Regions from separate parts of the Rattus norvegicus genome. Here region 1 is linked to region 2. Evidence: chromatin contacts called from public Hi-C data. All regions are on one chromosome and are shown on one strand. Each heading gives the region's core, a stretch centred on a gene start, on an enhancer-like site or on the middle of the called end of the contact. The rest is flanking DNA. Distances are from core to core; before and after follow the strand shown. Region 1 has its middle 18 kb from the start of Stmn1. Region 2 holds the start of Pafah2 (platelet-activating factor acetylhydrolase 2).

Region 1 (5,528 bases), core at 2,017-4,516, 49 kb before region 2:
CAAGTGGAAGGCAGGGACACTGACCCTGAGAGCAGGGAGGGACCTAGGGCAGAAGCTCCTCCATCAGGTTTAGGGGGAAGAGTGGACTCACAGGCACTTTTAGGCCAGAGATTCTACTCAACAGCTCCTGGGTGTTTTCCTTATAAATATGCAGCTTAGCATCCCTTAAGTAATCTGTAACTGACTTGCCTTTTGAAATTTTGTTTATTTATTTATTTTCAAAGTACAGGAGTTGGAACCCAGGACCTGGCACAGGCAGAGACAGGCGCTGTTAGGACTGTGTTGCTCTCTCTCCCTTTCTCTTTTTTGAGATTACTTACGTGTTTGAATAAAATCAGAGAAAACTCAGAGATTTGTTTGATATGTCGCAAAAATGATAGTATGTAAACACCTTGGTCTGCATTCTTTTACTCCTGTTTAAGGCATTTTAAGTTCTACTTACAGCTTCCCGCATGTCTAGCTTGCTGCATCCAGCTTGATCCAGTAACCCATAGCCCGTACACACTCCAGCTTACTTACACATTCCATTGCCCGCCCTGAACTGTATCAAAGGTTTGCCACTAGGTAGACTCTAAAAAGGACAGGCTTCCTGAACGTACATATTTTACTAGGTTAAAGAGAAAAGAAGATCAGGGTGGTGGTGGCACATGCCTTTAATCCCAGCGCTCAGGAGGCAGAGGCCAGCAGATCTCTGAGTTTGAGGCCAACGTGGTCTACAGAATGCCAGGACTGCTAACACTACCCAAAGAAACCCTGTGCAAAAAAAAAAAAAGGCATGGTAGGCGTGCTATGAATATTTTATTTTCAGATTTATTAGGTGAAGACAAATTGAGTTAGTCTATTGTCTCCCCACCCCCACCCATACCTGCTCTGGTCTAGCTTTAATCTTTCCCTTCAACAGATGAAAAGACAAGATGTGGGGGCATGCGCAGTTAGGAGCACAACCCAGACTAAGCCTCAAGGTCAGTGCCGTCCCACAACGCCACCCCTACCACACAGGTGGGGCCACGTGAGGAGCACCATGCGGTGGGCATCTGCTCTCCCTGGAAAATCAAGTCCTTAGTGAAAGGAAGGGGAGGGTGGGGAGGGCATAGCTATGATGCTCCAACATGGTGATGACACCACGAGTGGAAATTTTTTTGCAAATCTGCCCCAAAAATGGCTTCGCCCTGTGTTCGTTGGAGCTGCTCCCAAGCCACCTGCAGAGCGCACAGCTGCACCCTGGCGTTGTCCTTGGCGGGTCCCGGGCGGGGCGAGGATGGGAGAGCAGTGGCGTTTCCCGGGCTGACTTCAGGGCACAGCAGCCGGGTGCTGGAGTCGGAGCAATGGACTCCAATATCCCGCGGGCACCGTCCGGAATGTGGGTGCAGGTGCGAGCCGGGCTGCAGCATCCAGCATGCAGCACCCAGTACCCAGCACGCAGCACCTAGCTCGCTTCATTTGCCCCAAACCCCTTCAGGACCTGGTCAGCCCCGGCGGAGTCCCGCCGAAGCTTTCCGGCTCTCGGGTTGGGGGACCGCGGTGTTCACCCCAGAGGCTGGTAGCTCGCTCTCTGCACCCTGCAGTGCGGCAAAGGCCAGCGCCAGCATTTGAAAGAACAAAGCCGCCGGCCCCGCCCAGTCGCCTTTTCTCAGCCTAGAAACCTCCTGTCCTCTGGTCTTTGGTTTGTCTCCGGCAGCTGCCACCTTTTGAGACCTTGCTGGGGCCCGAGCTGGTTACTGAGTCACTACCCGGGCTGCATTGTCCTAAGGCATTGCGGGCTCTTTATGAGGAGTCCCGAACCAAGGTCACACGGAAACAGTGGTAAAATTGGGATAAGGGAATTCTCCCAGAAACCGACTTTAAAATGATAGTTTTGTTTAGTGTTGTGCAGACAGGATCTCTGGTAGCCCAGGCTGGACTCAAATTTATTAGGTAGCTGAGGCTGGCCTTTAACTCCTAGATTCCCCTCCCTCTGCTTCCAAGTCCTGGGATTACAAGTGTGCATCACCACATTTTAAGATTTAAAAATTGGCCACGTATATATGTTTTTTTTAAAGATTTAAAAGCTCACCTTTGCTAATCTTTAACCAGATCCTCTTCAAAAAGACGACTGAGGACAGGTACTGTGCAAATAGCCAAGCTGTTTCCCTCTGAGTCGGGAGTGTGGCGGGGGTGGAGGGTGGGGGGTAGGGGAGTGGGGGGGGTGGGGGTGAGGGTGGAGGGGGGTGGGGGGATGGGGGTGAGGGTGGAGGGGGTGGGGGTGGCAGCTGGTGAAGAGGCAGACAGGTGTGTCCAAGCCGGCCATTTGTATGAAGTACTTCTAACCTTGTTCCTTTCCTCTAGAGATGAAATGGTCACTTGTCAGGAAAAGGCAAACGGCCAATCCCCTCTGCTCAGTTCCACTTACAGGAAGGGATTGCCCAGATGTGTGTGGAACATCTTCTGAGTGAGGATACTTATTACTGCACTAGCCCAACGCTTACCGATGGAGTGGGGGGGGGATCTTAAACATATCAATAGAATTGATTGATTTAATTAGGACACATCCATCTAAAAGAATTCTCTGCAACCTTTTTTTTTTTTTTTTTTTTTTTTTTTTTTAGAAAATCTGGCAAGTCTCAGAAACAGACCAACCAATAACGTAGTGAAAAACTGTCAAAATGTGTCTCTGATTCGCTGCCTCTCCCATAGGACAAAGGAGGACGTGCTTATAGTTTTCCCTTTAAAAAAAATCACACACAAAGCTGGGAGTGGCCGTATGTGTCTCAGTGTTTGGGAAGCCAAGGCCAGAGGATTGCAAGTCCCAGGTCAGTCTGGGTTACACAGTGTGACCTCTACAAACAAAAACATCACCTGTGAGCCTAGGTGCCTTTGGGATTCTGGTCCACGTGCACCCATTAGCAATGCAGAATTCAACTTGAAAAGTAGATTTACTGAAATCTCTGGCCTTTGGAACCAGTGCGTCTCCTTTGGGGAGTGTCGCTTAAGAAAGTCATTGGAATGAGGACAATGATTTAGGAAAAAAAAATCACTGAGATCGTGTAGTAGAAAATAATGTAGGGCAACTTAAAGCCCAACAATGGAGAAATAGGATTTAAAACCTATGGTATGTGCATACAATGTCTGTCATAATATCATAAAAGCAGTGTTTAAACAGATGCTTTAGGGATGAGGAGAAATGCTCACAAGGTTAAGAAAGGCTAGTTAGGGAACGGTGCTGTCTGCTTGGACTGCGATACCAATAACAACGTAAACAAATAGGGCTGACAGGTGGCTCAACGGTAAAGAATGGTAAAAGTGCTTGCCCCAGAAGCCCCGTTTGATCCCTGGATCCCACCGAAGGTGGAAGGAGAGAAGCAACTCCACACTACACGGCAGTCCACACACATGAGCGTGGGGGGGGATGGAGGGAGAGAAATAACAAATCTAAATAAATAACTGGGAGAAAAACATGCCCCAATTTTGTAAACAGTCTGTGACTGCTGGATAAAGAGACACAGTGATTTCTCTCTCCCTGAGTGATTTTCTTTTCTGCCCTTTTTTTTCCCCCCACAATGGACATCTTTGTCTTAGATAATTAAAAAGGACAAAGACAAAATGCTTAAAAATAAATACCCATGGTATTTAGGAAAATTAGACACACAGACACGTTACCCCAGCAATTCCACATCTAGAACCGCCCCCCACTGCCCCAGCTGCATGAGTGCCCAAAGCATTATTATTCATATTAACAAAAGACTATAAATAGCGCGTGACTCCTAACGATGATGTAAACAAATCACCAAGTGTCTGTAATGGAGAGTGTGGGTTGGCAGTTGCTGGAGAACCTAACTATGAGAAACAGCGCGGTGGGGAAAGCTTCAGGACAAAGCGATGTGATGGCTGCACACGCTAAAGGCTAAAGAAAAACCGAGTCTCTAGGCGACATGAAATTGTTAATGGCTGGAGGAGCAAGGGGACAACAAAGGCCAGTTTATCTTTAGTGTGTTTGCATCCTTTATAGAATGGAGTTCTTGGGCCAGCAGCAGGGCTCAACAGGTAAAGACGCTTGCCGCCAAGCTTGAGGGCCTCGTTTTGAACTCTGGGAGCTAGAGAGAACCAATTTCTGCAAGTTGCTCTTTGACTTCCAGACATATGCTGAATAGGGCGCGGGCGCGCGCGCGCGCACACACACACACATTTTTTAAATTAAAGCATGCTCTAATATCATTTGTGTAATTTATAAATAATAGTAATATGGGGGGGCAGTGAAAGGGCAGTGGGGTCTGAAGTGATGGCTCCGTCTCTCGTTGCCTTTGTGTTCCTTGGCGCAGGCTTTTTTCTTACATAACGCCCCTGTCTGCGCTACCTTTCTGATTAAAGCCGCTGCCCGCTGCACAGGAAGTCTGGGAGCTGCTCTGCTTTTCTGTCCTCTCTTGCTCCTCCACGAGCCGGCTCCGTTCTCTTACATAAGGACCCTGCTCACATGCACAGCACAGAAGCCCAAAGCCCCAGATGACACCAGACCCGCATTTCCTTTCACAGAATAAGATGAAAGCTAGGTGCTGGCCGCTGCTCTGGAAAGAGGACCAACGACTTGGATCCAGGCCCCACCCCTCCCTCCTGGGGTTTCCTGAGATAACCTGTAGGGGAGCTGGGGAACATGGCCCAGCAAGGTCCCGGCCTGAAGGATGCCAGCCAGGCTGCAAACTAATGATATCAGTGTAGCATCAAACGAGGGGACAATAAGCCCTGTCACTTGCCATTTGCCTCTGGGCTCAGCTTCTGCTAGCTCCCTACCCAGACAAAGGCTTTCACAGACTCTCTGGCCAGCCAGGTTTTCCAGAGAGAAAGTGACAGAAAGCCAGGCCAAATTGGCCTCTAGTGGCTAATACACATCTAAGGACATGGTCCCTTCCTGCAGGTGACCAAGAAAACCTCCCAGGGCTCCAGGCTTCAGCGCTACAGGGTCTTGTTTGCTCCCAAAGCTGAACGGAAGGCTACTGTTATATAAATGGGCGTTGACTTAGAGGCAAGAAATTGGGGTTTGTCCTGTCTCTTGTTTTGTGACTTTGTGGAGAACTGAAAGCCTGAGAGATGGGGACAGTCAGCGGTCTCCAGGAAGAAAGGAGGGTATGCACCCCCTCCCCCACCACGGGTGTCTCCCGATCCTAGATGTAGAAGCTGCAGGTTCTTCCTCCCTAGCAGCTGCTGCCTGTCGGTTTCCATGGCAACCAGGCCAAAAGACCAATTTGCCGGGGTTCAGGCTCTGAATCTTACCTTGGAACTGGGTTTTCAACCTGTCTTTCTAGAAGCCAGGCCCATAGCCACTCCCTGGAGACTGTCAGCATCCTCCCTACCAATGTGTCGGGACTGCCCACTCAGTGCCAGCCAGAAAGACATTCCCTGTATCTCTCCTCAGCGTGCCTCCTCAGCAAAGACAAAGAACGAGGCCTTCTACCCATTGATGATTTGTCTCCCTGGATGCTCTGGGTTACTGAGTTGGGGTCTGTAAGGATTTATGGCTTAGGGAACAGGTCACATGCCAGGAGGTCACTCAATGCCCC
Region 2 (5,803 bases), core at 2,167-4,666:
CATCTTTAAAGACTGGCACCTGAGGTGGCTGGAGAGACCATTCAGCCGTTAAGAGAGCACTGGCTGCTCTTACAGAAGTCTGGAGTTTGATTCCCAGCATCCACTTCAGGTGCCTCGTACCTATCTGTAACTTCAGCCAGATCTGACACCTTTGGCCTCTGGGAGCACTTACACTCGTGCGCACATGCCCACACAAAGACACTCGATCTACACACGTAATTAAAAATATAAAAAGAATAAAAATAAATCTTAAAAAAAAAACAAAACCAACTGGTGTCTGGGTTGCTAAACTTAGTTTCACACACACATATTCACACACACACACACACACACACACACACACACACACACACACACAGAGTGTTAAATGGATCTTGGCTTGAGCTTAAGACAGAATTTCCAGTTTCTGAAATGGCCCTAAACATGCGCCTGCCATTTTGTGCTACGTGTTTCTGAGAGACAGAATTCTCAGCATTGATGATTATAAGAACCAAAAACTACAATCTATTGTGAAAAGATACTCTAGGTCTTACGGTATCAAACGTTCAGCTTAGAGTCGATTCTTTATACAAAAATAGCACACCCGGCTGGTTGGCATGCAAATTCCCTTTGGTTTTAATGAGTAGTAAGATGACACGCATTCCAAATCGCTGTCCTAAAATCTAGCTCATTGCGATTTCTTACCAATGAGCATCTGACCGTATTCTTATTTTATACACTTAGACAGTGGACAGTCATGTAAAAGTGTCAGGCGAAAGCGAGTCGCAAAGTGAGAAGCCTTCCGAAGCCCTGGACTCGGGAAGGAGGGCCCAATGCTCCTGCAAGGGGCACAGTGGGAGTAAGATGGCCGGCAGATAAACTGTTATTTGGCCCTTTGAGACTATGCCAGGACATGGTCACAATGCAAGAGATATGAAAGGTGCAGGGACAAAGCTCTTACCTGAAGCCCCCTAGGCCATGGGACAAGATGATCAAAGGGTATCCAGATTCCTTTGTCTTAAAGGGGCCGTTCCAGCTAACAGGCAAGCGACAGGATCCTGGCAGAGACACAGGCTGTATGTAGACTCTCTGATTGCTCTTAGCGAATCCCAGGGGCAGCCTGAGCACAGGTAGGGGTGGGCATACGTGGTCCTCCCCTCTCCAGAATCACCAGGGGGATAAAAAGACCCAAGGGGGTAACACTGAAGAAATCTGGGGCAGATCTGTGAAAAGCCAAGGCCATGGGGGAACTCCTGCGGTAGGGCCTTGAGAGCACGGCCACTGCAGGAGAGCAGGAGCTCCTGGTGGGCAGAGTGTATAGCTAGTGGGATGGGGTTCAGTGGTAAGTGGCAGAGTTCTGACCTGTTTATATGATGCCCTGGGTTTGCTCCCCAGTACTGAAAAGGGGGATCTATAGAGTGAATAAGAATGCATGCTGAGGGCTGGAGAGATGGCTTAGCAGTTAAGAGCACTGACTGCTCTTCCAGAGGTCCTGAGTTCAATTCCCAGCAACCACAGGGTGGCTCACGACCATCTGTAATGAGATCTAATACCCTCTTCTGGTGTGTCTGAAGACAGCTACAGTGTACTCATATAAATAAAAAAATTAATAAAAAAAGAAGAGTGGGGGTTGGGGATTTAGCTCAGTGGTAGAGCGCTTGCCTAGGAAGCACAAGGCCCTGGGTTCAGTCTCCAGCTCCGAAAAAAAGAACCAAAAAAAAAAAAAAAAAAAAAAGAAAAAAAAAGAAGAGTGCATGCTGGATTTAGGGACCACAGCCAGCACCGTATCCCATCTGATGTCCCAAACACTGCACGAGAGGTTCTAGGTGTACATGTACCTGGCACCATAGCACTACAAAAGCTGGCAGGGGTAAGTGATGTGCCCAAGTCCCACTGCCAGTAAATGACAGTCTGGATTTGAATCGATGACCCAGATTCTCACGCATTCCATTCTCTCCCATCTCTCCAAACTAAGGACTCAACTATGCAAGCTAAATAATTACTGTGTCTGCCTCAGTTTCTTCTCGGGACATAACCAGGCAACTGGGGAAGCAGCCAGGGCCAGGCCAGCCTTACCGATGCCCACGTTGAACAGCAGCCCCACCCAGCGCTTGTTATACTGCAGGTAGTCAGCCAGACCCACGCAGTACTCATAGCGGGGAATCCACAGGGGCTGCTCGCACGTCTCTGATGCTTCGCAGGGGTAGAAGAGTCGGAAGAGGCTCCCCTAGAGAAGAAGAAGAAGGGAGCAACTGCTTGGGACCAAGAAGCTCAAGCATTTCGGGTCAGCAGGAGTCTGGGTACCAGCCAGGCTGGACACCAGCACAGAGAAACAGAGGCTTCCTCAGATCCAGAAACAATTTTGTTGCTAGCACATCAGAAGGTTTATGTTCCTCTGACCGTCAAGCTGCATTTCCAACTACATCCTGGAATGGCACCTACTGCGGACCTAGGCTTGGCGAGGGCTCGGGTGGAGTGGGGGATTAGATCTTTGCCCTTAGGATGAACTTGGTGGCAGCGGCAGTATGCTTGGTCAGGAGAGGAAGCAGGAGGGGGGTAACCAGGAAGTGGGTGTCTCTCACAGAACAGAGGTGAGTCTAAGCACTGGGAATGAAAACTTAAGGAACTTGCTGGGTCATGGTGGTGTGGGAGAATTTGGGGTTATGGTCATTCTTGGCTACATTTCCTGAGCTACACGTGAAACCTCGAAAATGTTTAAAAAAGGAGGAAGAGGAGGAGGAGAAGGAAGAGGAGGAGGAGGAAGAGGAAGAGGAGGAGGAAAAAAAGGAGGAGGAAGAAGAGGAGGAGGAAGAAGAGGAGGAGGAAGAAGAGGAAGAGAAGGAAGAGGAGGAGGAAGAGGAGGAGGAAGAGGAAGAGGAGGAAGAAGAGGAAACAAAGAAAAAGAAAAGCCTAGATATTAGCAGGAGATCAGAAGCCAATGGGAGGCTGGAGACAAAGACCCCACCTTCCCACCGAAGCGTAGACTCAGGACAGCAGCCTGCGGCCCACTGTGCTTCCTCCCATTCCCCCACATCAGGATGGCATGGAAAAACCTCTCCAGGATCACAGGCCCGGACTCAAGAAAGGAGAAAGGGTCTGTGAGCTGCCTCTGAAGCCAGAGACGCCTCTCCTCCTTGAGCAAGAACGCAAGTCTCTCTGTCATCTGGGGAGGTTCCAATAGTCTGAATGAGGCATTTAAAAGAAATGACAGGAAGACAGGCCTAAGGACCGATGACCAAATCCAGCTCAGCTGTAACTTAGCGCCCCAGAACTTACACACTTGGACTGGTGGTGGTGAAGTCCCCACAGTAGGGCAGAGCTTGGGACACTTACCTCAAGACTGTGACCCTCCATCACATCCGTGCAGCCAATGTGGTGGGGCCCGGAGATGGGCGGGAAGCATATAGACTGACCGGCCCCCATCTCATCACCAGCTGAACCAAAGGCGGGTGCTCAGGAACTTGCTGGCTGGAAGGCAGAGCGCAGAACAGCCTCCTGCTGGTCTCTTCCTCGCTTGTTGTTTCTCTAGGTCATGTGCCAACCCTGTGTACTTCCTGACATCCTTATCACCCCAACTGACCTTCCTGCCAGCTACTCACTGAAGCGCACGCATTATTTACGTTTGCTACTTTCCGTTTACAGGCTGATCCTTCTGTTGTCTTTCTGCAGTGGTGGGAAGGAAGCTGGGAGCCTTACATATGCTAGTGACCCACTCCATTCCCAGCCCCGAGCACTGTAGTCTTCATTTCCTTCTGGTGGGGTGAGGAGACGGTGGTGATGAGCCTCAGATCCCTCAAAACCTACAAACCACAAGGGTGTGGTTCAGTTCCAGCAAACAAGAAGTCCTGGGCTTGATTCCCAGAATTGCAGAGAACAATTCTGTGGCAATAAACACCTGTAATCCCAGCACTGAGGAGGGGGTGTCCGGAGGGTTAGGAGTTCAAGGCAAGCCTGGGATGCACGGGACCCTGTCTCAGGATCAACATATACTGACACTGCACCCACCATGTATCCATCCCATAGAAACTGCTGCAGTGACCACAGCCCAGACTTTGCCCTTTCCTGGCCAATAACGCCCACTGAGATCTAGCTCATCCTCAGCTAGGACTGTACTAAGTCCTAATAGACACTGCTTCATCTAACCCTCTCAACAGCTCTCTGAGAAGGGAGGTAGTTGGACCAATTTCCCCTGCTATGGAGGTCTAGCTCATAACCCACCCTGCTTAAAGCAACATTTAGATTTCCTATTCCTTACAGCCAAAACCACTTGCATGGGTGGGGCCCCCGGGACCCCAAGGTTTGTTTGGACATTCTGATTCTTCCTCTGGGAGGATCAGTGTGCAAGTCTGAGCACGCCTGGACAAAAAGACTTTGGAAATGGTTACTGCCAACACTCCCTGCCATCACCCCTCTCCCTGCCTCGGCACAAACGTGTGCACTACTGAAGAAGTCACTGAAAGGCTCGATGAGCTGCTCAAGATCACAGCTGTTCACACACACACACACACACACACACACACACACACACACACACACACCCTTCTGCCTGCCAATCATCTGATCCACAGGAAAACCCCCAAGAGCCCCAAAGAGTCACTCTACTTCATGTTAGGAAGCAATCATTTTCTTTCTACTATTCTTTTTCCTCTTTTGTTCTTCCAGTGCAAATTTTAAGACATCCACTATAACAAAAAGGAGGAAGGGAGGAAACAGAGGAGGGGAAGAAGGGGAGGAGGGGAGGGAGGGGAGGAAGGGGAGGAAGGGGAGGAGGAGCTAAGTTCTGTTGCAGGCTGCAGACCCGCTCAGCCAGGGTGAAGGGGGAGGAGCCTTTGCCCGTTCCCCCTCGGGGCCGAGGGCTCGCACTGGGGCCGAGGGCTCGCACTGGAGAACCTAGACTGCAGCTGCGGGACTCAAGTGGATCACAAGACGGCGAAGCAGCTGCAGCTCCCGTCATAAAAGAGAGATAAAATGCCACTGGAGTTCTGAGGAAAGAGAGTCCCCGGAGCGTGGGAGCAGAGAGCAGGGGAGGACAGGAAAGAAAAGAAAGTTAGGAAAGGGTGTGTGAGACACGGGGGCAGTTGGTGTTGACTGCAGAGGGAGAAAGGGGCGCGCGCGTGCAAGCTCCCACGCATTCCCGTGGGTGGGTGAGCGGAACCATGTGCATGCGGAGGCCAACCTCTCCTGTTGGTTCTCACGTGCTTCCCACCCTTTTGTTTGAAACAGGGTCTTCCATTAGCGTTAGCGGGGAGCTAGACCACATTGGTTTTCAGGGACTTACCGGTCAGACTCCCCTCGTCTGAGATTATAGCATGCCATCAAGTCGTCTGAGATTATAGCATGCCATCAAGTCGGGCTTTTTTTTTTTTTTTTTTTTTTGGTTCTTTTTTTTCGGAGCTGGGGACCGAACCCAGGGCCTTGCACCCAGGGCCTTGCGCTTCCTAGGTAAGCGCTCTATCACTGAGCCAAATCCCCAGCCCCAAGTCGGGCTTTTTAAAAATTAATTACATTTATTTATTTAATGCATGGAAATGCGTGTGTGACAAGTGTGCTTGTGGGTGTCAGAGGGTAACCTGAGGGAGTCTCTTCTCTCCTATCTTGAGAGTCCCAGAGATCAAACTCAGTTATGTTTAGTAGCAAGTGTCTCTATCCGCTGAACCATCTTACTGGCCTGTTGCTTTTTTTTTTTTTTTTTTTTTTGTACAGGGTCTCTTTAAGTAACCCAGGCGGCTGTCCTGGAACTTGCAATGTACACCAAGCTAACCTTGGACTCAGAGATCTACCTGCCTCTCTCTCCTGAGGTGGTTTAAAAGCCATTTGTGACCAC

The links. Hi-C and Micro-C count contacts between places; a contact is called where the count stands out from the background.
Region 1: a contact with region 2 is called in a Hi-C map of frontal cortex, with 1.9 times the contacts expected there. The contact joins the enhancer-like site here to the promoter of Pafah2 in region 2. A contact is called at or near these places in 2 of 12 Hi-C or Micro-C datasets (frontal cortex and hepatocytes).

What each region holds. Positions count from the first base shown.
Region 1 is chr5:151,944,114-151,949,641 of GRCr8, reverse strand. No RefSeq gene overlaps it. Among named protein-coding and RNA genes, the nearest start is that of Stmn1, 18 kb to the left of the region's middle. Within about 2 kb of position 3,266, at least 34 of the 93 cell types and tissues checked have an H3K27ac peak or open chromatin away from gene starts, as enhancers often do.
Region 2 is chr5:151,894,808-151,900,610 of GRCr8, reverse strand. Pafah2 (platelet-activating factor acetylhydrolase 2) reads right to left here and starts at 3,416. Exons shown (of 10, transcript NM_177932.2): 1 at 3,313-3,416; 2 at 2,056-2,206; 3 at 941-1,037. The coding sequence starts at 3,402.